Regions from separate parts of the Sus scrofa genome. Here region 1 is linked to region 2. The links are chromatin contacts, called in public promoter capture Hi-C maps. All regions are on one chromosome and are shown on one strand. Each heading gives the region's core, a stretch centred on a gene start, on an enhancer-like site or on the middle of the called end of the contact. The rest is flanking DNA. Distances are from core to core; before and after follow the strand shown.

Region 1 (3,492 bases), core at 425-2,924, 330 kb after region 2:
AATTGGAGTTACAGCTGCCAGCCAGCCTACACCACAGCCACAGCAATTCAGGATCCAAGCCACATCTGCAACCTACACCACATCTCACGGCAACACCAGATCCTTAATCCACTGAGCAAGGCCAGGGATCAAACCCACATCCGCATGGATCCAAGTCAGGTTCATTAACTGCTGAGCCACAAAGGGAATATGATCTGGTTTTACTTTAAAAGTATCACTATGCTGTTCTACAATTAAGACAAAAGGAGGGGGAAACCTCTGTTGGGGAACAAAGTACAACAATTATATTGGGAAGTCCTTCAAATTTTATAACCAACAAACCTCAGAGGAGATCAGGTAGCTTCTCCTAAAGGCCACAAGGATCCATAAATATATTCAAATATCTAAACGCTCTTTTCTCTCCAAACCTCTTGAACATCCTCCAAACACTTTTACTGATTTTAGTCTATCTGAAACTTCCTCTGCTTCTGTTGAGTATTCTTCATATGCCACTTCTGATCAGGATATATCATCCACAAGTACTTTTTGCCCGCCCTGCCTTTCACAGATTGGCTAGCACAAGACACACCTGAATTCCTCCTAATCCCACTGTTTCTCTTCCCTGCTCAAGTCCTCTGTCACACTAAGTTTCTTGGAAGACAACCATAGTTTCTTAAAGAGGGATGCTCAGTCACATTCAGTGCAAAGCCAAGCCCCAGCTTTCAGCTCCCACACAATACAATAGTGTAAGTACTATTCCTTCTCCTAGAAAATTTATTAAGAAACTTCTGACTGAGACCTGCTCTTCTAAATCTTGGACTTTTAATCTTTTTAGCTAGGCTCTAGGTTACCCCTCTCTCTCACTCCGAAATGCGGCTGCTACAATTATCTTTGACATTTGCTACCAAAATAATGAGACTCTCAGACATTTGTTCAGCTTCCGACCTTGATGTCTGTTCCGCAGTTTACAAGTTACAAAGTATCTACTTCTGATCTACGCCTCAACCAACTGACTGCGGGGGGCGCCAAATGTCGCTACTCTGGTTTTAACAGTAAGGAACCAGGGTCTGTGAGATGTGGACGCCTTTGCCCAAAGTCACAGAGCGAATCCTCAAATCTAAAGGGTCTGCTCAACCTGAGGGTCCCTGTGAGCATTCCCCTTCTTTCCATTCTGCAGCCCTAGACCCCGCCGGATCCGCCCCCTGAGCTCTGAAAGGGCCGGGACAACCTTCTGCTCCACCCACGCTTTCCCAGAGAGGATCTAGGGCTCCCTCTCTTCTGTGGCGGGGGGTCAAGTCAAACTCCGGGGTCACTAACATCGCCCCTGCCCGGCCGGAAAAGAGGGTCCCGGCCCAAACAGGAAAAGAGGGGATGGGCCTGAGCGCCCAAGCCCCGCCCTCTGGCCCTGCGCGGCGGAAACGCGGGTTCGGCGCTCACCACTGCGCCCCTCGTTGCAGCGTGGTCCTCATTAAGGCCCCGAGCTCGGATTTCTGGGTCTCTGCATCCGGTCGTTCACGGCAGCCTCCGCCTTCCGCCATCTCGTCAGCGGCCCCGGTCCAGCCGGCCCGGACATCCGCCTCGCGCACAGCGTGCCGTGGGTCGCGAACACGCACTCACGCACGCACGCACGCACGTGCGCGCACCCAAGGACCTTCTCGCGCCGCGGCTTGTACGCTTGCCCTCTTCTGCCTTTCCCCCACCCTTCCAACGCGCCAACCCTGTCCCACCCGTGCGCGGCGGAGTGGGCGGGGGTTGGGGGAGCGGCCGGAAGAGGAAGTGGGCGCGGGGCGGGGGTGGGTAGGAGCTGCCGCTTCTTCCGCCCTGAAGGCCAAGCCACGGGGCGGCGGTCCTGCACCACTTCTCCTTTCAGCTCGGCGATCTTTAGGAGTCGGTCCGCAGACCCCATGACACCCTGGGCACCTCTTCTGGATTTGCAGGGTTATCCTGGTCTTAATAAAGGCAGCTCGGGTGCAAGGAGGCCTAGAACTAGGTCTTCTTTTCACTCCAGCCTTTCGGCTTTCAGCAGAGACCTTACGTTAGTCCTTAGCTGCCCAAACTTGGAATGGATCTCCATTCCCAGAGGCACTACAGGGATTTTAGAGGGTGTTAGGTGCACCAGCGCCTTGGGACCGAGTCTCGACGGTGTGGCCTAGTCGTTAGCAAGCTGGACGCCAGTATAACCTAGCCCAGGCAGTTACACAGGCCCCTGAGGTAGCTACTTGCTTTGTCGGGGAGTCAAGCAGCCGCAGAGGGGCAATAGCAATGGGGGAAGGAGAGGTAAAAGTCTGTTCTCCACATCAGATGCCGGGTTGCTGCTCTGTTTGTTGTTGCAACAAGATAGTGTTTGAACACCATATGTTTCCCACTCAACCCTGCAAACAAAAATCACAGCCCTCTTCCTGGAGGAGGAAGTAAACCCAGAGCAAGGTGGAGGCCAGACAGCTAGCCTATGTGAATCTAGCAGAGAAAATAAGATATACAAGGCCCAGTACCTGCCCTTATTTGATCTATAGGAGGAGAATAACTCTTCCACAAATGACCCCAGAGCCAAGCAGTGTGGGGTAAATGCCACTAACAGGTAGAACCAAAGATTAGACCCTGAACTGTGAAAGGGCGCCTTTGACTTGAGTAGCATTTGAGCGTGATCTTGAAAGCATAGAAATGATAGTGCATGTTAAAGGAGGAATAACTAGAAGGGTCAAAGAAAATTTCTGGAACTAGCAGGGTGGACGGAATCAAAGAATGAGGATTAGTCCAATTGAGCTGGGCACAGATTACTGAAAGGGCTTGGGATCTGAAGCTCAAAGGGAGGCCAGAGGGGCCACATGTCTTGCCTTAAACAGCCCACAGATATTGTGGGAAGTTTCAGAGCATAGAGAAATGGTTGAGGGTGCTTTATACCCACAGTGCTACTAGGAACCTTGGGAAAGATGGCTGTGAGGGAGGAGAGGAGAAACAGATGAACTGTGTTCATTTTTAGGGGTAGAAGAGATAGAGGTGGCCTGGTGAAGGTGTGGTAAGTCATTTGAACAGATTTACTATTTTTATGTTCGGCTTTTGGCTAATTGAAGTTACTTTGCACTCCTGGGACATCCACTATGCACCGTTTAGTCGAAGAGATCTCTTCACAGTGGGTAGGTAGCAGGGAAAAGTAAATTTGGAGTTAAAACTGCCTTGAGGGAGTTCCCATTGTGGCACAGCAGAAAGGAATCCCTCTAGTAACCATGAGAATGGGGGTTCCATCCCTGGCCTCCCTCAGTGGGTCAGGAATCAGGTATTGCTGTGACCGGTAGTGTAGATCGCAGCTGCAGCTGGGATCTGGCATTGCTGTGGCTGGGCATAGGCCAGCAGATAAAGCTCCAATTTGACTGATAGCCTGGGAACTTCCATATGCTGCAGGTTCGGCCCCAAAAAAGACAAAAACAAACAAACAAAAAAAAACCACCAAAAAAACCCTGCCTTGAATAACCACATAGCAGTTAATCCTCTGCAGATAGAAGTTACATGACAGTT
Region 2 (3,176 bases), core at 660-3,159:
TCACGGTTCTTAGATTCGTTAACCACTGAGCCACTGGGGAACTCCTAGAAAATTCATAATCTTATGTTATTCACTCCTTACTATTAATTTTCACTTCAAATTAATTTGGGGCTTCTTTGTATTTGAATGCACTTGATTTGGATACATGCTGTGAGTTAAACTGGAACCTGAAAATCGTGTACAAGAAATATACCAATAGGAGTTCCCCCAGTGGCTCAGTGGTAAGGAACTGGATTAGTACCCATGAGGACACAGGTTCCAACCCTGGTCCTGGCGTCAGTGGGTTAATGATGCAGTGTTGCCATGAGCTGTGGTGTAGGTTGCAAACGCGGCTGGTTCGGATCTGGTGTTGCTGTGGCTGTTGGGTAGGCCACAGCTGCAGTATGATACCATCCCTAGCCTGAGAACTTCCATATGCTTCGAGTGCGGCCCTAAAAATACCACCCCCCCCAAAAAAAAAACCCGAAGCAGCTTTTCCATGCTGTCCAGCAGCAACCTGAGTGAGCCTACATGGTTCTATCTATCCATAATACTTGTTAAAGGTCATAGAAGGTACTGAATGTCATATTGGCACTTTCTATACTTCTTGAAGAAACTGTGCAGCAAGAAAGTTAAGATTCAGCCTTGGGTGAATGGGAGAAGTAGGCTGCGGAAAGGGAAAAGGAAGCTTGGTGTGGTCCTGCAGATCCGCGGCCACCAGGGGACGGCATCTGAATGTAGGCAGAAAATCCCGACCCGGTGCGCTGACCCGAAGACCCAGCTCTCCTTTGATCTTTGATCAGAGAGCGGATGGGAAATAGAAGTCCTTTATCCATTCCACGAACGTCAGGGTGTCTTCTCCGTGCCGGACACGGCTAACAAACGGTGAAGTGAGGAGTCCATCAGAAAAACTCGGGTTTAGGAGTTCCCGTCGTGGCACAGTGGTTAAAGAATCTGACTAGGAACCATGAGATTGCGGGTTCGATCCCTGGCCTTGCTCCGTGGGTTAAGGATCCGGCGTTGCTGTGAGCTCTGGTGTGGGTCGCAGACGTGGCTCGGATCCCATGTTGATGTGGCTCTGGCGTAGGCCGGTGGCTACAGCTCCGATTCGACCCCTAGCCTGGGAACCTCCATATGCCGCGGGAGAGACTCAAGAAAAGGCAAAAAGACCAAAAAAAAAAAAAGAAAGAAAGAAGAAAAACTCAGGTTTAGGGTATCCCGGCGGGCGGCGCTGGTAGGAGAAAGCAGGAAGAGATGCAGTGAGTGACCCCTCTCCAATAAGCCAAACCCTTTCCTCTGCTGCCCCTCGCAGCAGTCGGCGCCGGCAGTGCGCTGGGCACACTCTGGGTCGGAGCGCTAAGCTGCAGAGAAGCAACCGCGCAGAAGCGTTATCACCCAGCGCCAGTCACGACCCGGGCGACCGTGGGGCGACCTCAGGCCGGAAGTGACGCAACTGCTCCGAACACTTCCGGAGCTGCGAAGAAGGCTCCGCCAGAGGAAGCAGCGCGGGCCTTGACCGGCGTTGGCTCGCCGCCTCCGCCGCCGCCGCGCCTGTGTCCGGTTCCTCAGGCCTGGCCCGACCCAGTTTGGTCCGCCCGGGCTCAGCGGCCCCGGGGCCGCGGCTCCCGGTGAGTGCGCATTGCGAGTCGCGGCCTTGTTTACCCGAGCGGGCCGGGGGAGGGGGGGTGGGCTCTCCTCGCGCCTCCCTAGCCAGGCCGGGGCTCCGCCTTCGTCGCTGCCCGCGAGGTCCCGGCGCCCCCCGCAGCCTTTTCACTGTCTCAGCGCCCTCTGCTACCCGCCGAGGGGCGGCTAAAAACCGTAGTCTGAGCGGACTAGCGCCTGGCGCTTCTCCGTTTTTCCTCTTCTAGCCGCTTGCTCTGCTCGCGTAAAGGTCGGAGGCCGGCGCCTCTCACCGACTGGCGCCGGCGCATCTGGGCCCTCTCCGCCGGCCACACCAGGGAGACTCACTGCCTCCGGAGTTTCCCATTCGAGTCATCACTGGGAACTCTCGCAATGCCTCCCGCGCGGCTAGTTAACGCCCGCCAGTGAAGGCTCCCCAGCGCGTGGGCTCCGTGTCCTCGCGGATATCCCGGCCCTTCGGACACGATATGCAGCCCAGGAACTGCGCCGCCGCCTCGGGGGACCCTGCTGTGCTAGCCGCGGGAGAGGCTACTGTGTTCTCGGATGACTTCACCTCAGTACTGATTGTTACCCTGTCCCATAGAACTTTCTCTCACAATGCGTATATTCTGTACCTTTGAGTAACCCTTGACCACTAGCCACCCGTAGCCCTTGAGCATTTGATTTATGGATAGTGCGACTGAACAGCCAAATGTTAAATTTTGTTTAATTTTTAAGTTAAATAACCGTGTGTTGTTAGTGACTACCGTATTACCTTGCGGATTTAATGTAGGGTTTTGAAACTAAGTTGCTGATTCATATTTTTTTACTAGGTTTTCTTCGGAGATGTAGATTTAGTAAATGACTATTTAGCGCTAAATATTATATCTGTAGTTAAACATCGTTAGATCCACCAAAATGTTTTTGTTTTGCTCATGTCAACTTTAAACTGAGAAGTCTTCCGTTTCAATTCTTTAGCACGGAGTGGATGTCAGGTCTTCTGAACACGTGACTTTGGGGGTGGAGTGGGAAGTAGTTTCAGTTATTCCTTTTCTGTTTGGGATGTAGGGATAGTATTTAACATCCAGAGGAAATCAAACCGTTATCATCTGTTCTGTAATAAGGCAATAACGTACTGGTCTCCTTAAGCAGTGTCAGTATTCTTTCAAGTAGAATAAAGTTTATTTAACTTTGAAAAGGTAACAAAAATTAAGATTTTATTTAAGTCTAGACTTAGAACACTCAGTAAGTATGAAATGGTGTTCTTCTTTTTGGAAGGGAGCCTGATGTTTTCCCCTCCTTCTTGAGTATTAAGTTGATGAGAAACCTGTGGGCAACCCTTAAAGCCCAAATCCTGGAGAGAAATCCGGAGAAAGTGAAAACCTTGCTCTTTTATTGTAATTCTGGAGGTGGCTTTGTGAATAGTATTAGGCTCTCCAGGAGAGTGATGGGGAGTTAGGAGTCCTCATAGGCCACGGATCTGGTGAAAGTGTAACACTGGACTCTACTGGTTGGCAGCAGTGTGGACCTGGGCAAGTTATTTAATCTTTTTGAACTCTTTTCCTCATTTATAAGAA

What was found. Promoter capture Hi-C pulls out the DNA fragments that hold promoters and counts their contacts.
Region 1: a promoter capture Hi-C map of liver shows a contact between it and region 2, with 2.9 times the contacts expected there. The contact joins the promoter of USP4 here to the promoter of ARIH2OS in region 2. A contact is called at or near these places in 1 of 5 promoter capture datasets (liver), 1 of 47 Hi-C or Micro-C datasets (heart right ventricle) and 1 of 2 datasets of contacts at active chromatin or transcription factors (alveolar macrophages).

The regions. Positions count from the first base shown.
Region 1 is chr13:31,902,703-31,906,194 of Sscrofa11.1, forward strand. It overlaps USP4 (ubiquitin specific peptidase 4), which reads right to left and starts at 1,675. Exons shown (of 22, transcript NM_001243188.1): 1 at 1,417-1,675. The coding sequence starts at 1,517.
Region 2 is chr13:31,568,639-31,571,814 of Sscrofa11.1, forward strand. It overlaps ARIH2OS, which reads right to left and starts at 1,910. Exons shown (of 3, transcript XM_013981653.2): 1 at 1,826-1,910; 2 at 1,492-1,745; 3 at 1,127-1,490. The coding sequence starts at 1,910. The coding sequence ends at 1,188. ARIH2 (E3 ubiquitin-protein ligase ARIH2) reads left to right here and starts at 1,388. Exons shown (of 16, transcript XM_003132197.6): 1 at 1,388-1,607.